Linked DNA regions of Mus musculus: region 1 is linked to region 2. The links are chromatin contacts, called in public HiChIP or PLAC-seq maps. All regions are on one chromosome and are shown on one strand. The core of a region is the stretch at or near the end of the contact, and the rest is flanking DNA. Distances in the headings are between cores, read along the strand shown.

Region 1 (4,035 bases), core at 710-3,209, 920 kb after region 2:
GGTCCTCTGCAAGAACAGTAGAGGGTCTTAAGATCAGAGCCATCTCTCCAGTGCCCAGACAAGCTGTATTTGATCTTCACCCTCAACATACTCCAAGAAATCCTCACAGTAAATTTCCTGGGTAAAGAACATGCCCAGCTTTTTCATCCAGTGTTTCCCAAATTAAACCAAACAGAAGATTCTTCTCTAGGCGTCTAACGATGTCCTGTCAGAGTGGCCACTTTGGAAATATTGAGAGAACTAGCTCAGGGCTCAGACTCTGCAAGGGAGGGGGCTGGTCTCTCACTGCATTTTAGAAATGGGTGGGCCCCAGCACTCGGGAAGCAGAGGCAGGCAGATTTCTGAGTTTGAGGCCAGCCTGGTCTACAAAGTGAGTTCCAGGACAGCCAGGGCTATACAGAGAAACCCTGTCTCAAAAAAACAAAACAAAACAAAACAACAAGGGGTGGGGGGACATTCTGTCCTAATGGAGCATGCCCAGCAGGGCTGAGAGAAACAATAATTCTTTGCACTTTATTGACTCTGGTAACTTGTAAACCTTTATCTCATATATATATATATACATATATACACACATATATACGTATATATTGATATATATTATATTAGATAGATAGATAGATAGATAGATAGATAGATAGATAGATAGATAGATAGATAGATAGATAGATTACAAGAGGAGTGTATTACTGTCTCCATTTTGCAGGTGACATGGTCCAACAAAATGTAGTATTCTTACATGAGCTGTACTGACCAAAGGCTTGTCATATTGCCTGGAGCCCCATCCTGACAGGAGTGGGTGTGGCCTAACCTTCTCTACCAGCCTTCCAGGATCTCTATCCTTTGTCCTCCCTAACCAAAATCACCCACGGGGCTGCTAGTAGCTCACTGGTGGCTCACTTCCCCACCCAGGGCTCTACTGGGATGCCCTTCCTGCTTCCCAGAAGCCTTTGTTCCATGAAAAACAACTTGTTTTCCAGATCAAGACCTCTAGGGAGGTGAGGGGAACTAGAATCCTAAATACAGGATGAGGATCAAAATTAGTCCCTGACCCCTCACTTCCTCTTCAGCCATTACAGGCTGCTGTGCAAGTCAAGAGAGGAAGTAGCCTGAGAGTGGATTGACTGAGAAGAAAAGAGCAACATGTCCCCACTCCCAGAACTATACAATAGAGATTTGTCTGCTGTGTGCTTCAGTAGTCAGAGGAGGAAATGACCACTCGCTCTTATTTGGGGGACAGTTCAGTGTGGGGGCAAAAGATCACCACAGAAAATAAGGCACAGGATGACGCTACCACAGAAAATAAGGCATGGGATGACACTGTAAAAACGAAGCATTTGTCCCAGGGAGATCGTCTGAAAGATGCTCTTTGACTGCCTCCATGGTCATCACAGCCCGTCTTTTCTACACACGGTGAGAGGAGTGGACAGTTCTTCCTAGAGGAAAGAGATAAAGGACAGCAAGGAATTTTATGGTTGACATCACTGGTCTGACCAGCTTTGCCAGGAAACAAAATCAATGTGTCCCTGCAACTAGTTCTTCGGTTTTAGTGACTCTTTTTTGACACTGAGGACGCTGAGATTTTATAGTCTGAAATGTGCCCGCAGCCTCCATGTCTGCCCGCCACTCTAGCTATAAACACCAGCTATAACCTGCAAGGGAGAAACAGTGCCAGCTGTTTATTCTCTAACTTGAGTTCACTTTTACAGTTTGACCAGGAGGGCTTGAGAGATCAGATGTGGCCACAGTGTAGATTTGAGAGGCAGGAACATCAGAAAACCACATATCTTGGCCAAAGCAGCAGGTCCAGGCAGTGGCCAGTCTCTGTAGTCAGTCCAAGCCCAGCATGGGAGCTCTGGGCATCTGGAGCAGCCTGGAAGATCAGATAAGGGGAAGCTGACATGGGAAAATCAGGCAGAGCAGAGGCCAGCAGCAGGCACTTAGCATAGCCCGTCCTTGGGTGGAGCCCACAGGAAGGAACAGGAGTGTCACGGCAGTACTGTCTCTGTTATGTGTTCCCTCCAAACACTACGGAAATGTGTAAAGTGTACGATGAAGGTCTCTGAACAACAACCCAGCCATTCCTCTTCCCCTCCTGCCCCCAGGTCATTGTCCTCCCTGGTTTAATTTCCAGATTATTGGAGCAGAGTTTAAGATCATGGGCTCCAGAACCAAATGATCCAGTTCAAACCCACACTCAGCTCCGTCCCAGCTGTGAGGCCTTGACTACAGCTGCCCCCTCTTGTCTGCTTGCTCATGCACGAAACTGGGACAGCAGTGGTGTCTGTGTTCTGTGACTTAACTCACAGAGACACCGCAGAGCCCAGGCACGGTTGTGCCCACAGCCACTGATTTTATTGCCTCTGACCTCCCTTCCAGTGAGAAACAATAAACACGGGCAGCCCTGGTTGCTTCTTGCAGGGAGTTCGCAGACTAAGCTGAGTTCTGCAAATGTAGAGAGTCGAATGTTGTTGGAGCAATGTCCCCCATGTGGACATTTACAGAGAAGGACTCTAGTTAGTGGAGATGGGGAGTCACCCAACACTATGGGTATCACAGTATGCCCCACTCCCTCACCCAGCTGAGTCCTCAGAAGAAAGCTGGACAAGCCCAGAGATGCAGACTCTTGAGTTGGGAGTCTTCTGAACATAGACACACGCACACGCACACACATACGTGCGCGCACACATACAAACACAAGTGGGTGTATACATGGACAGACATTCAAATGCAATATAAATGTTAAATAAGCAAACACATTACAAGAATGGTACAAAAAAGGCAACACGAGAAATTGATTTCCTATTAAAAGTATCTTTTGTTTTCTTTTAATCCATGGAACGCAGAAATTCTCCATCAGATTTCTGCTTACACAAAGTAAACAAAATTTGTTCTGTCCTATGCACCCCTGCCCCCTCTCCCAAGTTCTGGTCTGCCTTCTTTAGCCTCCATCCCAAAGTGAGCCATGAGTATTCTAGTCTGTCACCAGCATGTATCCTTCAACTCCTGAGCACAATCCCTCATGCCACAGTGACTTGGTGTCCTGCGAACTTGGGACTCTGGTCCCTCCAACTGGCCATGCCCTAGGAAAGATTTCTCTGCTACCCCTAAAGGCTAGATGACCCTCCCTCTAATTCTTCAATTATGTTATGAGTTAAAAGGTAGGCATCAGAGCTGGCAGAAGCCAGAGACTTAGTTGGAGGCAGCATCATTAGCAACCCCATCTATAAAGTGGATGATACTAGTGTCAGGTTCAGGGGCTTGCAGCAAAGTTTAAGTGAGGTGATATAAATAAAATAAATGCCTATCCTCATGACAGGTATACAGGTGATGTTCAATGAAAAGAAGTTCTCCGTGTTACTTGCCAGTACGAGTGCATAGTAGTCAGACTGCTCTCCTTGGCAGTGGACACAAGCTTCCTTATGAGACAAAACTGTTTCTCTATTTCTCTATTACTCTGATAATACTGCACAGAAAACCAAACTTGAGACAGCAATTTATATAGTGCACCATTCACTCCATCATTCAACTGTTTAAGCCAAGCTCCGCTGGGTGGTTCTTCTGGTCTATGCTGAGCTCAGGGCTTGTAGGCTCTAGAGATGGGGAAGGGTTGAGGAGGGAGAGGCCCCATGCCTCTCCTTAGCCAAGACTGGGCTGATTCACTAGAATTCAAACCTGGCAGGCTCCTTGAGCAGAGGGAAGAACGTAAGGCCACTTGAAGCCCAGCCTTGAAACTTGTGTGCACGGTTGCTTCCATTGTATCCTCTCAGCTGCAATAGCAAGGCTAGCTCAGATTAAGGCCAAAGACTCAAGAGGTGATGGGTAGTAAGCTGGCTGTCAATCGAACACACCTAGGTTCCTAATGAAACCGGTTAGTTAGGGGAAAAGAAATGAACAGCAAAGGCAAGAAGAAAGAAAACCCAATTCCTGACCTCACAGTCGTGGGCAAGGATATTTACATCCCGGGTTGCTCAATATAGGCAATACGAAAATTGACCGCTCAAGCCATTAAGTAGTTGAACACTCCCGAAGGTA
Region 2 (3,807 bases), core at 674-3,173:
AAATCATATAATTAAACCTATTAAGAGGTACTGTACATTACAAGAATAAATTTGGCTTGGGGTGAGCCTATATTAATATTGACAGTAATGTGAGATAAGACAATGAGAGTTCACCATATGAGAAAAAGAGTTTCAGAGGAAGACCGACTTCCAAAGGGTTCAGAATCCATAAGAAATACATGAGGGGAAATGGCATAACTTCAGGGCTCATACACACCCTCATCTGACTTCTGTTTCAGAAGGCTAGGGATCTGATTTGGAAGGGTGGGCAAGGCTTCCTTCATCTTCTTCTTAACAAGGGAAAGGCACTTCACACAGACACCAAGCTAGTGTTCCTACTTCTCTCGAAACACACATGCCCCATACACCCATTTGTGATGACCTGCAGTCAGCGAATCCGTCCCCTTCACCCTTCCTCTGGATGCATGTCACATCACTCACTTTCCCCAAAACATCACTCTCCTTTTCAATCCCAAAGGCCATGCCTTTGTCTTCCTCACCCAGAGTGACCTTCCATGGCCCAGCAGCTCTGGCTCAGCAAGTCGGAAGAATGCTTCTGGCTACGCAGATCCTTAACCCACACAGACTTGGGGCAACCCTCACAAAACCCCTTGATCTAGTAATAGAAGGAGCCATGGGAACCTTTAGTGGGCAGCTGGGCCGTGATGTTCCTGTTACACCAGTCCCCTTGGCAGCACTCCACAGCCTGGCCAGGTGACGGCGGGGTCTTACACGTCATCTTCCCCTGCTCATAAACCTGAAAGCAGCCCTTCTGGTAGACGTGGAAGCCATCGTTGATGCTCAGAGAAGAAAAACACTGCTGGCCTTCACAGTGGTCCTCGTTCCCGCAGGAGAGGCCCTCACACACACACATGTAAAGTTTCTGGTTGACCTTGGGCTTCTCATCTGCAAAGGAGAGGTGAGGAGGAGAAACAATTCAGTTCTATGAGCTTCGCCCCTTTCAGAGTTAAAAAAAAATCCAAACAGGTTTCCCTAAGATCACCCCAAACCCAATCACAGAACCATCGACTCTGACCAGCGTCTACACTCCAGATTGTCACTCAAACAATAGCTCCATCTCAGTCTATGAATGTATCTGCCTTACGTTGTGCATCCATCCATCCTCCCGAGGATTATGCTAGCACAGAGAGTGGCATTGTGATGCCCAGACTCCTGACATGGAGTCCCTCTCCCATATCCATAATTCCTGAATCTAAACTAAATATTTGATGGCAACATAATGCCTGGCAAAGTTATTTTATACAAAAAGTGTAGGGGGGGGGGGGCTCCTAAATAAATACTTGGCAACAGTTAGCACCAGTTCCTGCTAGCTCTGTACTTGTAAGCAAATGATGTTTCAGAACTTAACTGCTTCAGAACACACTTGTACGAGAGTTTGTAGCTACAAACCAGAGTTACTGTCATGTTCAGCTAGACACTAGACCACCACCTGTGATGAGAACACTTGTGTTTGTGCACTGGTTAAAATTCTAACAAATAGCTCTTAAGAATCATCTACTGATAACCAGGAGAGGTGATGCACGCCTTCAATCCCAGAACTCGGGACGCAGAGGCAGCGGATCTCTGTGAGTTCGAGGCCAGCCTGGTCTACAGAGTGAGTTCCAGGACAGCTAAGGTTACACAGAGAAACCCTGTCTTGAAAAACAAAAGAAAAAAAAAAAAAAAAAAAAGAGGAATTGTCAACTGGTAAAGAACATGGGGGGAAACTGGCTTTAAACACTCAGTCCAAGGGCCCAAACAAAGGGAAGAAAGCTGTATGTAACAATTAGGTAGCAGGTAGCACCAGGGACCAGGTAGTCCCTGGCGATGTCAAGAAGCTGAGTCACAGCAGAGGCTGCACCATCACCCCCTCGCCCTCCCAACTGCCTTCTGAAAACACTCATTTGCAGTTCCGCTTTCACATCTCGTCCCTCCTCCCTCATCGGGATGACTGGTTCAGACTTGCTACTTCCAACACTTTTAGTCAGCAGGGAAGGGAAGGGAAGACAGAGTGTGCACAGAGGCCAGTCCTTAAGGCTGTTCCTTAGCCAAGGCCACGGTCAGCAAAGCCCTACTCAAGGAAATTCAGCCCCCAGAGCTTGTCCAAGGTCTGTGGCACAGAGAGTGAGATAATTGTCTTTTGAGAGAGACAGACAGACAGCCAGGACAGAGACAGAGACAGAGAGACAAACAGAGACAAAGATAGAGACACAAAGACACAGATAGAGAAAAAGAAAGAAAAGAAGGGAAGGGGAAGGGGAAGGGGAAGGGGAAGGGGAAGGGGAAGGGGAAGGGGAAGGGGAAGGGGAAGGGGAAGGGGAAGGGGAAGCGAGAAAGAAAGAGGAGAGAAGGAAATCAGGTAGTGGTGCTTTTAAGAGAAGACCTTAAAGTAAAAATGTCAAGTTCACTTACACAGATTTATGTGGGTGTGTACAGAGATGTGGGTTATCTCAAAAAGAAAAGAAAACTGTTGCTAATCTTTCTTCTTCCCTCTTCAAAGAAGTGGAAATATAGTTCCCTGCCCGCTGTCGTGTGGGTGCTACATCCCACAGCGTAAGTACACGCAGGCACACAGACACGTCCTTCTGTTTATAATTGACTTGTGAGTTCTTTTGAAAACCACAAGGGGCTCATCCCAGAGCAAAGACATGCCTGAAAGCAGAAAATCTAAAATAGCCACTGCCGGTGCTAAGTACGTCACCAGCCTAACCCTCAGAATCCAGAGCTTTCCGACATGTTTAATGAGTGAAAAACCTTTAATGAGCAAAGAGATCATCTTTATTTGACACAATCTAGCAAGAAGTTTACACTTATCAAAAGAGAGTTGAAAGGTAATATTTCTAGGGAGCTACACATGCTTGCCACTCTTGAACGGGATGAAGCTGGGCCAAGACCTGTCAACCATGCTGCCCAACATGTGACCATTCTTTGAAGGAACTGGATAGGGGAGGGGAGTTGTGGAGGAAGTTAAAGGCATCACATTGATTTGTGTGTGACCTGAAAAAGAATGTGATGACTGTATTTTAAAGACTGAAATAAGGCAACTGGTGCAAATTTAAAACACAAACACTTTCACTGTAAATGGTTTTTAATCACACGTTTCCAAAAACATACCTAATATACTGAAAAGTATATCTGGCTGATGCTGGGCTGGGGAACGAAGAGTTAGTGTTGTGAGGAAGAGATAAATGAAAATAAGATAAAGAGTGACTTATTTCACAGAATGATAATAGATAATCAAATACAGTTAGTCACCATATTGTATATAAGGACTACTATAAATAACAACAAACTGTAACAATCTCACTCATCACTGGGCCTATAGAATGGATGGTACGGTTCACAGAGGAGCACATGACGCATGCCGGAGGTGCCCTAGATTTACCTACAGCAGTACTTGTCAACGTTCCTAAGGCTGCAACCCTTTAATATAGTTCCTCATGTTCTGGTGACTCCCAACCATAACATTATTTTTGTTGCTTGTGGTGATTTGAATAAAAATGGCCCCCATAGGCCCATAGGGAGTGGCACTATTAGGAGGTGTGGCCTTATTGAAGTAGAAGTGGCTTTGTTGGAGGAACATGTCACTAGGGGTTTGGCTTTGAAGCTTAAGCAAGGCCTAGTGTCTCAATTACTTTCTGCTGTCTAAACCTCTTAACCTAAAAGCCAGCCCCAATTAAAAGTTTTCCTTTATAAGAGTTGTTGTGGTCATGGTGTCTGTTCACAGCAGTAAAACCCTAACTAGGACATTGCCACGTCATAACTATAATTTTGCTCCTGTTTTGAATCGTAAGGTAAATATCTATG

What was found. HiChIP or PLAC-seq counts read pairs in DNA pulled down with a chosen protein or histone mark.
Region 1: a contact with region 2 is called in an H3K27ac HiChIP or PLAC-seq map of microglia, with 5 times the contacts expected there. The contact joins two enhancer-like sites. A contact is called at or near these places in 3 of 115 datasets of contacts at active chromatin or transcription factors (microglia, pancreatic cancer cells and stem cell-derived neural progenitor cells).

Annotation. Positions count from the first base shown.
Region 1 is chr2:59,400,097-59,404,131 of GRCm38.p6, forward strand. It overlaps Gm46743 (a long non-coding RNA gene), which reads right to left. Exons shown (of 3, transcript XR_001783312.1): 3 at 642-1,436. Among named protein-coding and RNA genes, the nearest start is that of 5330411J11Rik, 15 kb to the left of the region's middle. Within about 2 kb of position 1,960, at least 46 of the 459 cell types and tissues checked have an H3K27ac peak or open chromatin away from gene starts, as enhancers often do. A contact at or near this core is called in microglia, where this site is marked.
Region 2 is chr2:58,479,023-58,482,829 of GRCm38.p6, forward strand. Acvr1 (activin A receptor, type 1) reads right to left here. Exons shown (of 12, transcript NM_007394.3): 5 at 643-906. Among named protein-coding and RNA genes, the nearest start is that of Acvr1, 86 kb to the right of the region's middle. Within about 2 kb of position 1,924, at least 53 of the 459 cell types and tissues checked have an H3K27ac peak or open chromatin away from gene starts, as enhancers often do. A contact at or near this core is called in microglia, where this site is marked.